Linked DNA regions of Podarcis muralis: region 2 is linked to region 1. A link is a contact called in public Hi-C data. All regions are on one chromosome and are shown on one strand. Each heading gives the region's core, a stretch centred on a gene start, on an enhancer-like site or on the middle of the called end of the contact. The rest is flanking DNA. Distances are from core to core; before and after follow the strand shown.

Evidence for each region. Hi-C and Micro-C count contacts between places; a contact is called where the count stands out from the background.
Region 2: a Hi-C map of tail shows a contact between it and region 1, with 3 times the contacts expected there. The contact joins the promoter of DENND2A here to the promoter of SLC37A3 in region 1. A contact is called at or near these places in 2 of 3 Hi-C or Micro-C datasets (blood and tail).

What each region holds. Positions count from the first base shown.
Region 1 is chr10:54,594,254-54,600,600 of rPodMur119.hap1.1, reverse strand. It overlaps SLC37A3 (solute carrier family 37 member 3), which reads left to right and starts at 2,269. Exons shown (of 15, transcript XM_028747145.2): 1 at 2,269-2,373. It overlaps RAB19 (RAB19, member RAS oncogene family), which reads right to left and starts at 2,166. Exons shown (of 4, transcript XM_028747150.2): 1 at 1,966-2,166.
Region 2 is chr10:54,739,155-54,745,609 of rPodMur119.hap1.1, reverse strand. It overlaps DENND2A (DENN domain containing 2A), which reads left to right and starts at 3,855. Exons shown (of 20, transcript XM_077935056.1): 1 at 3,855-4,222.

The DNA of each region.
Region 1 (6,347 bases), core at 1,020-3,519:
CAGTCATAAAGAAACCAACAGCAACATTCTGCACTTGGCCACTAAGAGGTAAGTGCCACTGTTTTTCAAGGGATGGGGAAGCTTACCCCTAGGTAAGTGGATCCAATACAGTGGTACCTCGGGTTAAGTACTTAATTCGTTCTGGAGGTCTGTTCTTCACCTGAAGCACCACTTTAGCTCATGGGGCCTACTGCTGCTGCCGCGCTGCCAGAGCACGATTTCTGTTCTCAACCTGAAGCAAAGTTCTTAACCCGAGGTACTATTTCTGGGTTAGCGGAGTCTGTAACCTGAAGCGTATGTAACCTGAAGCGTATGTAATCCGAGGTACCACTGTATAGGACTGCAGCCTTGGGCATTTGCAGGATTGCACTACACAAAGAGTTTAAGTCTGCACAACTTTCTGAAACAGGATCAAAAGTGAGAAGCCACTTGTGTTGAAAGTAAAAAGGTAAAGGTAAAGGTACCCCTGCCCATACGGGCCAGTCTTGACAGACTCTAGGACTGTGCGCCCATCTCACTCTAGAGGCCGGGGGCCAGCGCTGTCCGGAGACACTTCCGGGTCACGTGGCCAGCGTGACATCGCTGCTCTGGCGAGCCAGAGCCGCACACGGAAACGCCGTTTACCTTCCCGCTAGAAAGCGGTCCCTATTTATCTACTTGCACCCGGGAGTGCTTTCGAACTGCTAGGTTGGCAGGTGCTGGGACCGAACAACGTGTTGAGAGTACAGAGAAGTAAAGCACAGGCCTGATATCTTAAAAGAAAAAACTCAACTTCCTCGTTAATTATCCAGTCCAATCCTATACATGTTGAGTCAGAATTGCTATTGTAGTCAGTAGCATGTGCTTTCAGGTCCATAGAGCCTTGCTTTGGTAACGATGCTTCTTGCATTATTAAGCCTAATTTACTACTAACATCAAATATGCATCTGGTTTGGCTATACATTTAAGAATAACAATATTCCCCCTGCAAACTGCACTGAGAATTTTTCTCCCACAGCAGTCAAGTAACCGATACAGGTCTCTAGACTCCAAGAGAGAAGCAAGCTGTCAAATAATTAATAAGTTATGCAGAAGAGAACCATTGTTCAAATCTAGCAGCAGAAAGAAACTATGATATCCACCTTTTCTTCCTGCTCTGCAAATTCTGTGGGTTTTTCCTCATACACCTATGGGCTATGCCTACTGAGGTTCTCACTATCTAAAAATGGACTGAAGCTCTGTCAGGTGGAGGCTGGAGCCATTCCTTTTGCTGCATGTCCATGTCAGGAAAAAGCTGTGCCAGTTGAAATTCTGCCTTTCATATCACTGTTAGGAGCACAGAAGCCTTGCAGGGGTGGGGGAATGGGACTGTGGTATCCCCCTAGGATGAGCTGTTTAATCTCAAAAGGTAAAATCCCTTCTAGCGCAATAACTGCAGAAACCGGTAAGAGGTTTGTGTGTGTGTGTTTTTAACAGTCCATTCACTGGCTCCATTTCCACTCCTATTGGTAAAGATTTCTGTGCAACTGGAAAGTTTGCACCTCTCAGAGATGCATAGCAGAAGGCAGGCATTCCACAGGTAGAGATGCAGAGATGGAGACTACTTTAAATGTTGTGAGGATCCTATGCTCTTAAATGGAGGGTGTGTGTGTGTTATTGGGTTGTTGTTTTTATTTTGATTATGTATTTTGCGGTTTTATATTTTTATCGTATTCTGTGAACCGCCCTGAGACCTCCGGGTATACGGCAGTAAATAAATTCAATCAATAATAATAATAATAACAATAACAACAACAACTTGGTGGATTTCTAAGTGATAGGCAGCTACTGAAACGCACAGCAGTTTTTAAAAGTTTGTTGGAAATATATCTCTTATTAAATGCCTATTCTTACTCCCGGGTAAATGAGCAAGATTTGGCGAGGCGCCCTCGCCCTCCCAGCTTCTGGACAGTGGCAAAACGACGGCCCGATCCTATGCATGTTTACTCTGAAGTCAGTCGTCTTCAGTTCAACGGGGTTTGAGATGGTGGTGGTTGTTTTGTAGTTAATCGCTGCTTTGCTCCCCGAAGGAAACAGGCAAAGGCTTTTCCAGCCTCGCAGGGGCACTGCGCGGCCCGATCCCACGACGCCACAACGCAGCCCATCGAAAGCAACTTAGTGAGCTGCCGGCTCCGGCGGCAGCAGCTTCACCGCCGCCCTCGCGAGCTTAAGAAGCACGAGGCAGCAGGGAGGAGAAGGAGGACTACGACTCCCAGAGTGCACCGCGACGGCGAGGTGGGCGGGGCCGCGGCCCGAGCTGGCGAGGGAGCGGGAGAGGTGGCGCGCGAGCGGCGCCGGCTCGGAAGAGGAGGCTCTCACGTGACTTCCTGGAAGTTGCCTTGGAAATGCGGGCAGGTGAGCGGTGTTTACGTGGAGGCTCCCGGGGGCTGCGAGGAGGGAAGGGAAGGAGCCCCGGCGTGGTCGGGGGACGAGGGCTGGGGAAGGCGAGGGAGGCAGGGGCGGCTCAAGCCCACGCTCACGGCCGGGTTTGCGAGGTTTCTTGAGTCATTGTCCTTGAATGTGATTTTTAAAAATTATTATTATTATTCGAAAGCAAGGAGGAAAGACTCCTGCTTTCGGGTCAGGCCGGATTCAGACGTGCCCTGGGACACGCGGGTCCGCCTTGCCGTGGCTTCAGCGGGAAATGGCCCGAAGCTGCTGTTGCTTGTTGTGCTGGCCCTGGGTGCCTTTTAACCTCCTGCCACGTAGCCGTTTGAGCAGGTGGAGTCCTATTTCCTTGTCGGGACTAGGTTTGCAAGGCATGCTAAGGTTAAGGAGGGAATGCTGCTCTGGAGGCATGTGAGTTAAAAGCCGGAGGAAAGCAAACAAGTCTGGGATTTCTGTATTTATTCTCGAATTAAACAGACAAAAGAGGGTTTTTAGCCTAAGCCTGGTCAAGTTGTAATCCCGCCAGCAATTTACAAGTGTTTCGGTTGGTGTTGGGCATTTATTTCAAGGGAATGTTTTCTGTTATTTGGAATGCTGCTGCTCTTGAGTGGCGAGGAAGCAAGAGTACCTCAAGTATTTCCTGGCAAAAAGGGGCAGCTAATTCTTGGGGTGCTTTAAGACATGTCCAGTCAGTCTTATCAATCAGATCTTTGTTCCCAGATGGGACCAGGATCATTTTGGGGGATATTAGCTACTTGCTGGCACCAATCTGGTTCAAGTAATAGTACGGAGATTGGAGGTGCACCGCAGGCCTTTGTGGTTCCTTTCTGCTGCCAACTTCCCTCTTTTGTATGAATTCCTGCCTCCCTTCTTCGGCTTGCTGTAACCATAGTTTGGTTCTTTTGTTATTTTTCCATGCAGTCACCCCTTGTCTTGTGTAGTATTTTGTCTGATGAAGAACTTGCCACCCTAAAAAAACAAAAAACTTTTTGGTAGTTTCCAATAAAGGTAATGCCACTCTGTGGATTTAATAGTTAAGTTCTGCATTGGGGGCTAACTGCAGTGAAGACAACCCGAGACATTGGTTTGCAAGCTGGTACCAAACCATTATTTTACTTAATGGATTGGAAGCAATCCTGTTAGCTTTAACCTCAGTTAACCTTGATGCGGCCATAACATGGAAATATGGTTACAGCAAGCTCTGGAAGGGAGGAGGGAAAATGAGTTGCAGGGGAGCATCTACTGGATAAATATTTCATGTCTTAATCAAGTTAATAAGGCAGTGTGTGATGAGATGGAAGGCAATACCTTCAAGCTCTTATGAACCCTTCCCAATTTTCATGGGCTGTGGAGCAACATGCTGTAGTGGAGTCGTGCAAATGTGAATCTGTGTTTGATAATGTTGGGTGCTGTACAATTCTCAGAAAAGTATACAGTAGCTTTCCATATAAGTATTGAAGGGGATATTCTTCAGCTGTTCGTTCCTGGCAGAATTTTTGCCTCCTGCAAGCTTTTTGTGCTTGAGAAAATCCAGGCCTAACCCAGTAAGTGCTTTGTGATCGCCAGAGCTGCTGACGCCTTCTGCGTCTTGACTGCTCTTAGCTGGTTGTTTCCAAATGCTCCTGTGTCAAATCTAGTTAATTCCCACAACGTCCTACTGCCAAAGTGAGTAGGAAGCAAAATGGAACTCCTTTAATCAGTCCTACCTAACTCCTTGATATTCTTTGCTTTTATAGTTTTTCTGTCAATGTTACTGGAGTAGAACTGATTTCAGCAAGGTTCCTCTGTTGACTAGCAAGAGAAGGAACACAGGAAGCTATCCAACTCAATCAGACCATTGGCCCATCTAGCTCAGTATTGTCTACGCAAACTGGCAGCAGCTCTCAGGCAGGGGTCTCTCCCAGCCCTACCTGGAGATGCCAAGAACTGAACCTGAGACCTTCTGTATGTAAGGAATATGCTTTACCACTGAGCCATAGATCTTCTAAGGACCACCCCATCTTTCAGAGTGAAGCCAACCTTCACATTATAATTAGTGGTGACTATCTAGCCCATGCTTCAGAAGCTTAGCCTTCTTTCTCCACCCCAATCTGTTGAGGCTCTTTCTCTCTCCTTTATGGCCCTTGGCTCAGAAGAAGGGAAGCTTAGAAGCTCTGGATTTGTCCCATGATAGCCCTAAAGAGCAACTCAGACCTGAATAGCACATGTCACCTCAGTAATCCTTAAGAATATTGGGCAAGATGGTGAATCTTTAACAAGAGCTCTGTAAGGTAGGATGATTGTGTTATTTCCGGATTAGTGATTTGAGGGGGCACACTGAGGTTGGGAGAATAGTAGTTTGCCTAAGGCAGAGGTGGCTGACCTTTGGCCTTCCAGATGTTGCTGGACTACAACCCCCATCATCTCTGACCACTGGGGGGGTGATGTAATCCAACATCTGGAGGGCCACAGATCCAGGGGCAGTCTGTGGCTTATCTCCTCGAAGATCTCTTCCTAGCAGCTCATTTTCCTTCTCCCCCTCCCAACTTCTAGGAAAAAACAGCCAACTAAAGGACAGATAAGATAAGCCTAGACAAATAACAGTTGCCTCCTCCAGCTTTCTCCCTGTCTGTCTCTCTCTAGGAGACTCCAGCCATAGGGCAGGGGGTGGTTTTGAAGCTGCTGTGTCTCAAGCAGTGAATGTAATCTGTAGCCAGGGACACAGATGTAGCCCTATTTGGGAGTTCTCTTTCTGTGTACAGTACAACATACATGCAAAAGAGAGTGGGGACGAAGGTGGATAAAAATCAAGGTTTTTTTAAAAAAATATTAAATGGATTTTTTTTATTTAAATCAGATTTTTTTTATTTAAATCAGATTTTTAAAATAAAATGCTTTTGGAGGAAAAATATTTCTAAAGATAGTTTTCTGTTTAAGTTATATTATAGTCCAAAGGCTATTCATCAGGAAATAAGGATTTGTTTTAAGTTTTTCATGTGTGCTAAAACTCAGTCTAAGTTTTTTTTTTTAAGTTTAACCATATCAGTTAACAAACATGGATACATGTGCTATAATGTTACTGCTTTAGTTAAATAAATTGTTATTAAGGAAATGATTATTTTTCTCCTTCCAATAAAGCACAGCAGAAAGGTTCTCCAAATATAAACAGTTAACTTATTATGTTCAGTTTCTGTTAATTGGTTCTCGTGGGAAACTTGCAGATTCTAGCTTCGCACAATTAACTCAGGCTGGTGTCAATTTACTCTTGGCAGAAAGCCCAGGTCTGCTTGACCTAGAAACTACTTACTCTGATTGGTTAACGACCAGCACTCAACTCTGTTATCTAGGTTTGCTAGCTCAGTTTGAAGTGAGGTGTTGTTAGGAGTAGAAGTGCTGTGTATGGTTTTGAGAGAGAGAAAGAGAGGATTTATTTTGTATTGTATTTGTATGCAGAAACTCTGCTGGTTTTATTTTCTCCTTTTTAATAAATCCTGTAAATAGTTATTCTGAGTCTAGCTGACTTGTCATTACTGCCGCAACTAGCTTCTTCGCTGTGCAGGAAAACTCTGCTACGTTTGGGCTAAAGCCAATAGGGCTATGCCTGACACTCCAAAGTTCCATGATATTAAACCTCACAATAATTTCATAATTATCTGTCTATGTATTTCTAATAGTATAACCAAAATTGTCTCTGAAAATTTATTATGCCAAAAATGAAACCTTCATCTGGTTGTAAATATTAAGATTATACCAGCAAGAATGAGTCTTTCTGTTAAAAAAATGATTTAAATCAAGTCTTACTGACTAGTGATTTAAATCATGATTTAAATCAAATCCACCCTCCTCTGTTGTTCTCAAGATCATGGAAGGTGTTTCTGATTGCGGGAGCCTCCTATACTCATGGGGATTCCCTGCATGATTTAGAGCCCTGCCTGTCCGGAGCCTCCATGAGTTCTTGAATC
Region 2 (6,455 bases), core at 2,606-5,105, 140 kb before region 1:
CTCTATAAAATAGGTCTAGAATGCTGCTACACAGAGCTTGGATTCATATAGGCATGGAGAAATGCCATCATCTTCCAGCAACATGATGGACACAATCCACCAGAAATGTATCCTGTGCCAAGAATGGGAATTCCTCTGGGTTGCTCAGTGAAATAATTTCTAGACACTTACCAAAGGTGGGGGGGGGGAGGGGAGAGGGTGACTGTTTAGATGGTAATGTGTATTACTTCAGCATATTTGTTGTATCCTAATTCTCACACCAAGGAAATTTGCACAAACCCCATCCTGGTCCTCTCAGAGGCTTAAAGAAGTCCTGGCCTTTTCTGGCCTCTGAGGCCCCCAAGCCATAATAAATGCTGCCATGGAAAAATAATGACACTCAAAAACAAAATAAAGCACACAAAAAATAAGAAGAGTGAAACACAAATTGGGGTTTTTTTTAATAATAATTAAAAAATAACCAAATGCTTTTCTCGCCTTTTTCTGTTGAAATACATTACTTGTTAAGGGAAAATCTTGCTTTCCTGCAATGTCAAAGTTGATATTAAGCATATGATAACCTGCATCAGTTAACAAAAAAGTTCTCTTTTAGCAAATCACATCTCTTATTTGCTTAAATTTGTAGCTCCGGATTGAGAGGATACCCCAGTTTGATCTGCTACACATAAAAACAAAGGGATGCAGGTGGTGCTGTGGTCTGAACCACAGAGCCTAGGGCTTGCCAATCAGAAAGTTGGCGGTTCGAATCCTTTTACCTTTACATAAAAACAAGTTGCAGAACTAATCAAATGCCAAAAAAGTTAAGAAGTGTCTAAATTTGAGGGTCTGTTTGAGGCCCAGGATCCAAATTGCCCTTCTGCCCCCCAGCCATTGACCCTGGCCCCACCCCCAACTGTTACACACTGTTATTGAAAGCTCTGTTCTGCCTTTCCTCTGTAATACTTCTGTCCTCCACTGATTGAAAAACCAGGAAGGTTTTATTTTGAAGTATGCTAGAAAAGTAGAATAATCTTACCACTGGTTATCAGTGGGGTAGAAAATACCCAGCAGCTGTGTTTACAATGGCACACTGTGCATTGTGCAATGCCTATGTGCTTGTGTGTTTGGAGACAATATATATATATTCCTTCCCTACTCAGAGATTTCAGTTGCAATCCTGAACACATTTAACCAGGAATAATTTAGCCATGGCGAAGACAAATACATAGGAGAGTGAGATCAAAACAGGCATGATGTTAAACCCCAAAGCTTGCAGTTTCCAACATTCTTAAAACAAAATGCAGTCTTAGGCTGAAATCCTGTTCCCACTTACATTGACTTAAATACTTCCAAGTCACTTCTGAGTAGACATGTATAGGATGGTGTTAGATTCTGCCAGGTGCAAAGCCGATTTCAGGTTGCGCTGAGGTCTGGTGTTCCCCTATCAGGGATGACGGGAGTGTGTTCAGCAACGACTGGAGGGTCAAAGGCTCCCCACAGCTGTGCAAGGGCGACAAAGCCCATTAAACTACTTTAATGGCATAAGCCTAAAGTTCTATTATAAGCTAGAATCTCTCCTGCAGAAGAGTGATAGGCTGAAAGCACCCTGTATTGAATAGAAGTACTGTACAGTATCCTGGAGTTGTGACTAGTTCCAGTAGATGGCGATCATAGAACCTTATGTAGGGTTTGATATGTCATTAAGCCCCAGCAGAAGTATAGTAACAGCACTGGTGCTTTATCTTCAGTTTGTGAAGATCAGTAGGACAGCGTCACTCCTAGCCAATTGTTTCCATGCCAGAAGCCTTGATTTAGGGAAGGGAGGAATGCAGAAGAAATGCAGAAGAGCCCGATGCCTTTAACATTGCTAAAATTAGTTAATTGTTTAATTAATTCAATTTAATCAATGAGGCAGGAAACAGTACAATTCAAGCCACAGGTTTCAGGATTGAATTTACTGATAAGCTGTAATTTGGCACTTTCATATTGGAGTCTCCCTTTTTATTTTTTTGAAATAATTTGTATTAAAAGATTTCTATGAACTACAAAGAATGTGCAATCTCTCTCTCTCTCTCTCTCAGATTATAAAGTCTTTTGGTTGCGTTCAATGAAAAATGTAAAACAATATGATATCCAAAGGTAGGGGAAGAGGGCAGAGGACAAAGGGTGGGTGGTCAACTTACACATTATCTTGCCATTTTGTCAGCTTGGTATATATGTGGGGGTTTTAGGTCAGTGCCAATCCCTTCTGAAGTTCAGTTGTTCAGGTTGGCAACAAAGGGCACTTGGAGGTGAAAAGTTACCCTACTGGTTCTTGAATAATTTCATTTTCTGAAAGGTTGTGGCATAATAAATTTAAGACTTCAAGGTACAACAAGACACTTCCCCACCCCCAAACCTTCTTGACTGCAATAGGAACCTAGGAAGCTGTCATTGGCCCATTGAACTTAGTATTGTTGACACGGGCTGGCAGTGGTTGTTTCAAGCAGGAGTTTCTCTCAGCCCTACCTGCAGACACCTGGGACCTTTTGCATCTGCTCTATCCCCAGGTTAGGCCAACATGGCTGCCCATTGCAATGTTAGTTTTTATGACATTGTACGGTAGGCTATGACCCCAAAGGTGGCATGTAAATGATTTTATAGATGAATACCCTAGTGGAAATTATAACCAGAGAGATGGAGTATGCGAGAGAGATGAGGTGCTGTGTATTTAAAGCCCCCCCCCCCCAATCCTTAGAACTGAAGTTTATCCTGCACAGAGCTACAATCCCAAACCGCTTTTACTAGCTATAGTTCCCAGGATTCTTTGCGGGATGGGTGGCAAATGTGTTTTAAATGCATGGTGTCTGTGCCGCCAGAGACAGTGAGAAAACCACTTAACGCATTTTGTAACGGAACCACATTAATTGTAGTGTTTTCTAACTGCCTGTATTCACCTAATCAAAAATATGGGGATGCCGTCTCGCTGCTTGGCAGGATATCACCACCAGCTTTCCAAATGGTTATATGTACCTTGTGATGAATTACAGCTTGGCAAATGGCAATCTGATATGTTTATCCAGGAAGGGACCTGGAATATATCAAGAGTGCACCACTTTTAAGATCTCTTCCCAGTAAACCACCAGCGCAATTCCCCAATATCTCCAGGGCGCGTTGCCCCTCATCTCCCCACCCCCACCCCAAGAAATCTGGGCATGCTTCCATTTCTGTGGAGCCACAGTCCTTATGCCATACATAAACAGTTCCTGAAGAAATGAATTATTTCACTCCTCTTATGGCTGTGTGTGTGTGTGTGTGTGTGTGTGTGTGTGTGTGTGTTTACGGCTATATATGTGGCTACATCATTTTCAAGGTAAATAATCTGAGAATAAGTGTTCTCCAGCATGGATCTTTAGCAGCAGGGGAAACATTAATTTTGATAAAAGTCCTCTGAGCAACTTTGCAAAGCAGCTTTGGCTTGGGATGCACTTGAAACGTGATAATAATAGTAATAAATTGGTTTTTTATGATTTTTTTTATGGCAGAAGTGGAGGAACTGAAACGGATAGCCCCCTTCCGTAGTTCCCCACCACACCCTGACCCCCAAATGTTGTCCCCCAGCAGGTCCTGTTTGCGGCCCTCCCCACCCCGTAAATCCTCGAGTATTTTGGGTTGCCATGGCAATGCGGCCTGCTCTTCAGCCAGCTGCAGATTAGCTCACTGGGAAAGAGTCAGGATGGGTCAGGCTAGGGAAGGGTGGGAAGAAAGACACAGGAGGAGGAGAAAAGAAAAGAGGGGGAGGGGAAAAAGAAAGGAGGTGGTATTAGGATTTGGAGGGGGAAGGAAGAGAGAGACCGCCATAAAGTCAGGAAAAGAAGCGGTCGGGATGGGGGGCGGGGAGAAAAGCAGCTGATGGGTTTTTTTTGAGGGGGGGGGAGAGAATTGCAGCAGCGACAGCAAGAGGAGGGAAAGGGAAACTTGGGAAGATTTCGCCGTGGAAGAAGCTGATCCTTTCTAATGGAGCAGACGGGGTTGCAAAGAGAGAGGGAAATCCTTTAAAAATCCGTGAGGGGGCTCTGTTAACAAAAGGGAGGAACTACGGCGGGGGCGAGCAGAGCAGAGCAAAGGGAACTATGCAAGCAGAGGCTGCTTCGGTCGCTGCTGCTGTTGCTGCTGCTGCTGGAGTCGCCAGGCTGGAGTTTCCCAAGATGAGAACAGAAGGCAGATGGGGGGACAGGCCGGCTACTGCCATTGAGCAAGGTAGGTAGGCGGGGGGGGGGGTTTCTTTTTTTAGGGGGGGGGGTCTGGCTTCATGTGCCAAATCCTGCAGCTTGTGGTGGGAGGGGGGTAGGGGAAGGCTCTGTCTTGGGATCCCTTCAAGGTTTGCGCGGTGGGGGGAGGGGATCTGCTTGTGCAAAATGACCGGGTCGCTTTTGGCTTGCGGGGGGGGGGGAGGTGACACCCCGTGGTTAGTTGGTGTGGTGGTGGGCGGGCAGGACGGTGGTGTGGGGCAGGAGCCCCCTTCAGCAGGAAGGCACTGCTCCCCACTCTCCGCAGCTGGGCTGGCGGACCGCATGGGGAACTACAGTACAGTACGTGAAGAAATGCATGTGAGCATCCGAAGAACACCCCTTTTTGCGAAGATCCTTAAATCCAGAGGGTTTTTTTTAAAAAAAGTAGTGCCTAACTGCACCGCTGCTGCCCGTAGTTGACTAATGGTCTCTAAGCTTTTGGCTTAGAAGAGGAGGATCGAAAAGGAGGAGAGCGGGTCGGGTTGCCCTCTGGAAATCTGCGCGTGAATTCCTAGTGGCGGGATCGTTTGGAAGTGATCTGCAGGGTTATCCATTGGGATTTATGGAGACCTGGCGGTATTCTGACTCGCTTGAAGGCGGGAGACGTTTCCACAGTGGAGAAAGGGTGACTTATTGCGAAAAGCTGTGAATCGTCATGGAAATGGCTACCTCAAAAGCACGGGTTTCAAAATGCCACAGAATCTTGTTGGATTACCCCCCCCCCGCCCCCATCAAAGAAGGGAAAGTCTCCTTACCAAATCCACAGGCTTGGCTAAGAGGAATTGTGTGGGTCACACCAGTTGGGCGTGGGGAAACCCTCCTCCCTTTTCGGCTACATTTTCGGTGCTCTTAGGAATGCAGATAAAACTTTCTGGCATAAAAGCTGCTGAGTTTGCCTTTCCGTTTTCAGGAGCAGCAGATAAAAGGTTCATCCTAGCTGATTCCAGGTCTGTTCAATCTTACTGCAGTGTGCTTTAGTTTTATTAACTTTTAAACCCTATTTAGAGAATTGAGTCCAATTAGATGTTTCATATCACACTGTTCTGTAAGGTTTTTTTCTCTTTCGATGGAAGGTAAACTGAAGTGATGAGTAAATCCTTGCATGGAAATAATCCATCTTCTCTCCGTTCATCTTGTTAAAAAGAGAGAGGCTTGGCGAAGGTCTTCACAAGCCTGCTATAAAAAATAGGGATAACTTGTTTTTTTAAAAAAAGATTGTAAAAAAATAATGGGGGGACTGCAGGAAAAAACCTCAAGTGTAATTCACTAGGTTTTAAAAAACGGAATGGTTGTGTAATAACCCCCAAATTTCTCAATTCACTTGGAAAGCAAAGTTACACCCTGGGATTGATGAACAGTTTGTACAATGCCATTTTAACTTCCTGGCGTAGGGCCCATCCATCCAATCTCTTCCCCTCCATCCCCCCCCCCCCCCAAAAAATACACATTTCTTCTAAGGACGACACCAGAACTTGCTGTAGTTCAGTGGACAATGCTCTAATTTTACACAAATGGATTGTTTAGTCTCCAAGTTAATCCATGGCCATTCCTACCATTGGACAATGTGAGGTGACCTGCCTCAAGCAGGTTTTGTACAGTATTGTTTTAAAGGGCAGCAAAATATCATTTTGTTCATTTTTAAAATAAATTATACAATTTATTTTTTACCATGGAGGCATACCTTGGATCTTCTGCCCCCAAGTGACTCGGTGTTTAGAGTAGAGTAATCTGTGGCCTTTAGATCCAACCACAGTATGGGATCAATTGACTACCATAGAGGGGAGTGGGATTGTATGGCTGTAAAGTATTTTACCCACTCAAAAAAAAATTAAAAAAAAAAATTACGCATGTATATAGTAGCAAATGGCACATTTCCATTGTCTAGAAAATTGCGACGGTGGTGCTTGCATCACAACAGAGCTTCGTCTTGGATGTAGCTATGAAATGTTCCATATTTTTTTGAGAAGCTTTAAATTTCCAGCACCAGATTCCAAAGTGGAACAACTGAGACAGACACATTTTTTTCTGCCCAAATTATAGAGAGGGAAAGTAGTAATAATTTTGTTTTGGGGTGGGGCAGGGGGTCTCTTGGAGCTGAGGGCTGTAGTAGTGGCTGATTTTCATCCTTCTCATAGTATAAACTTCAATCCAAAGTCAACACAATATCATATTCCCTTAATCTTAACATACATGCTTGGTGCTTTT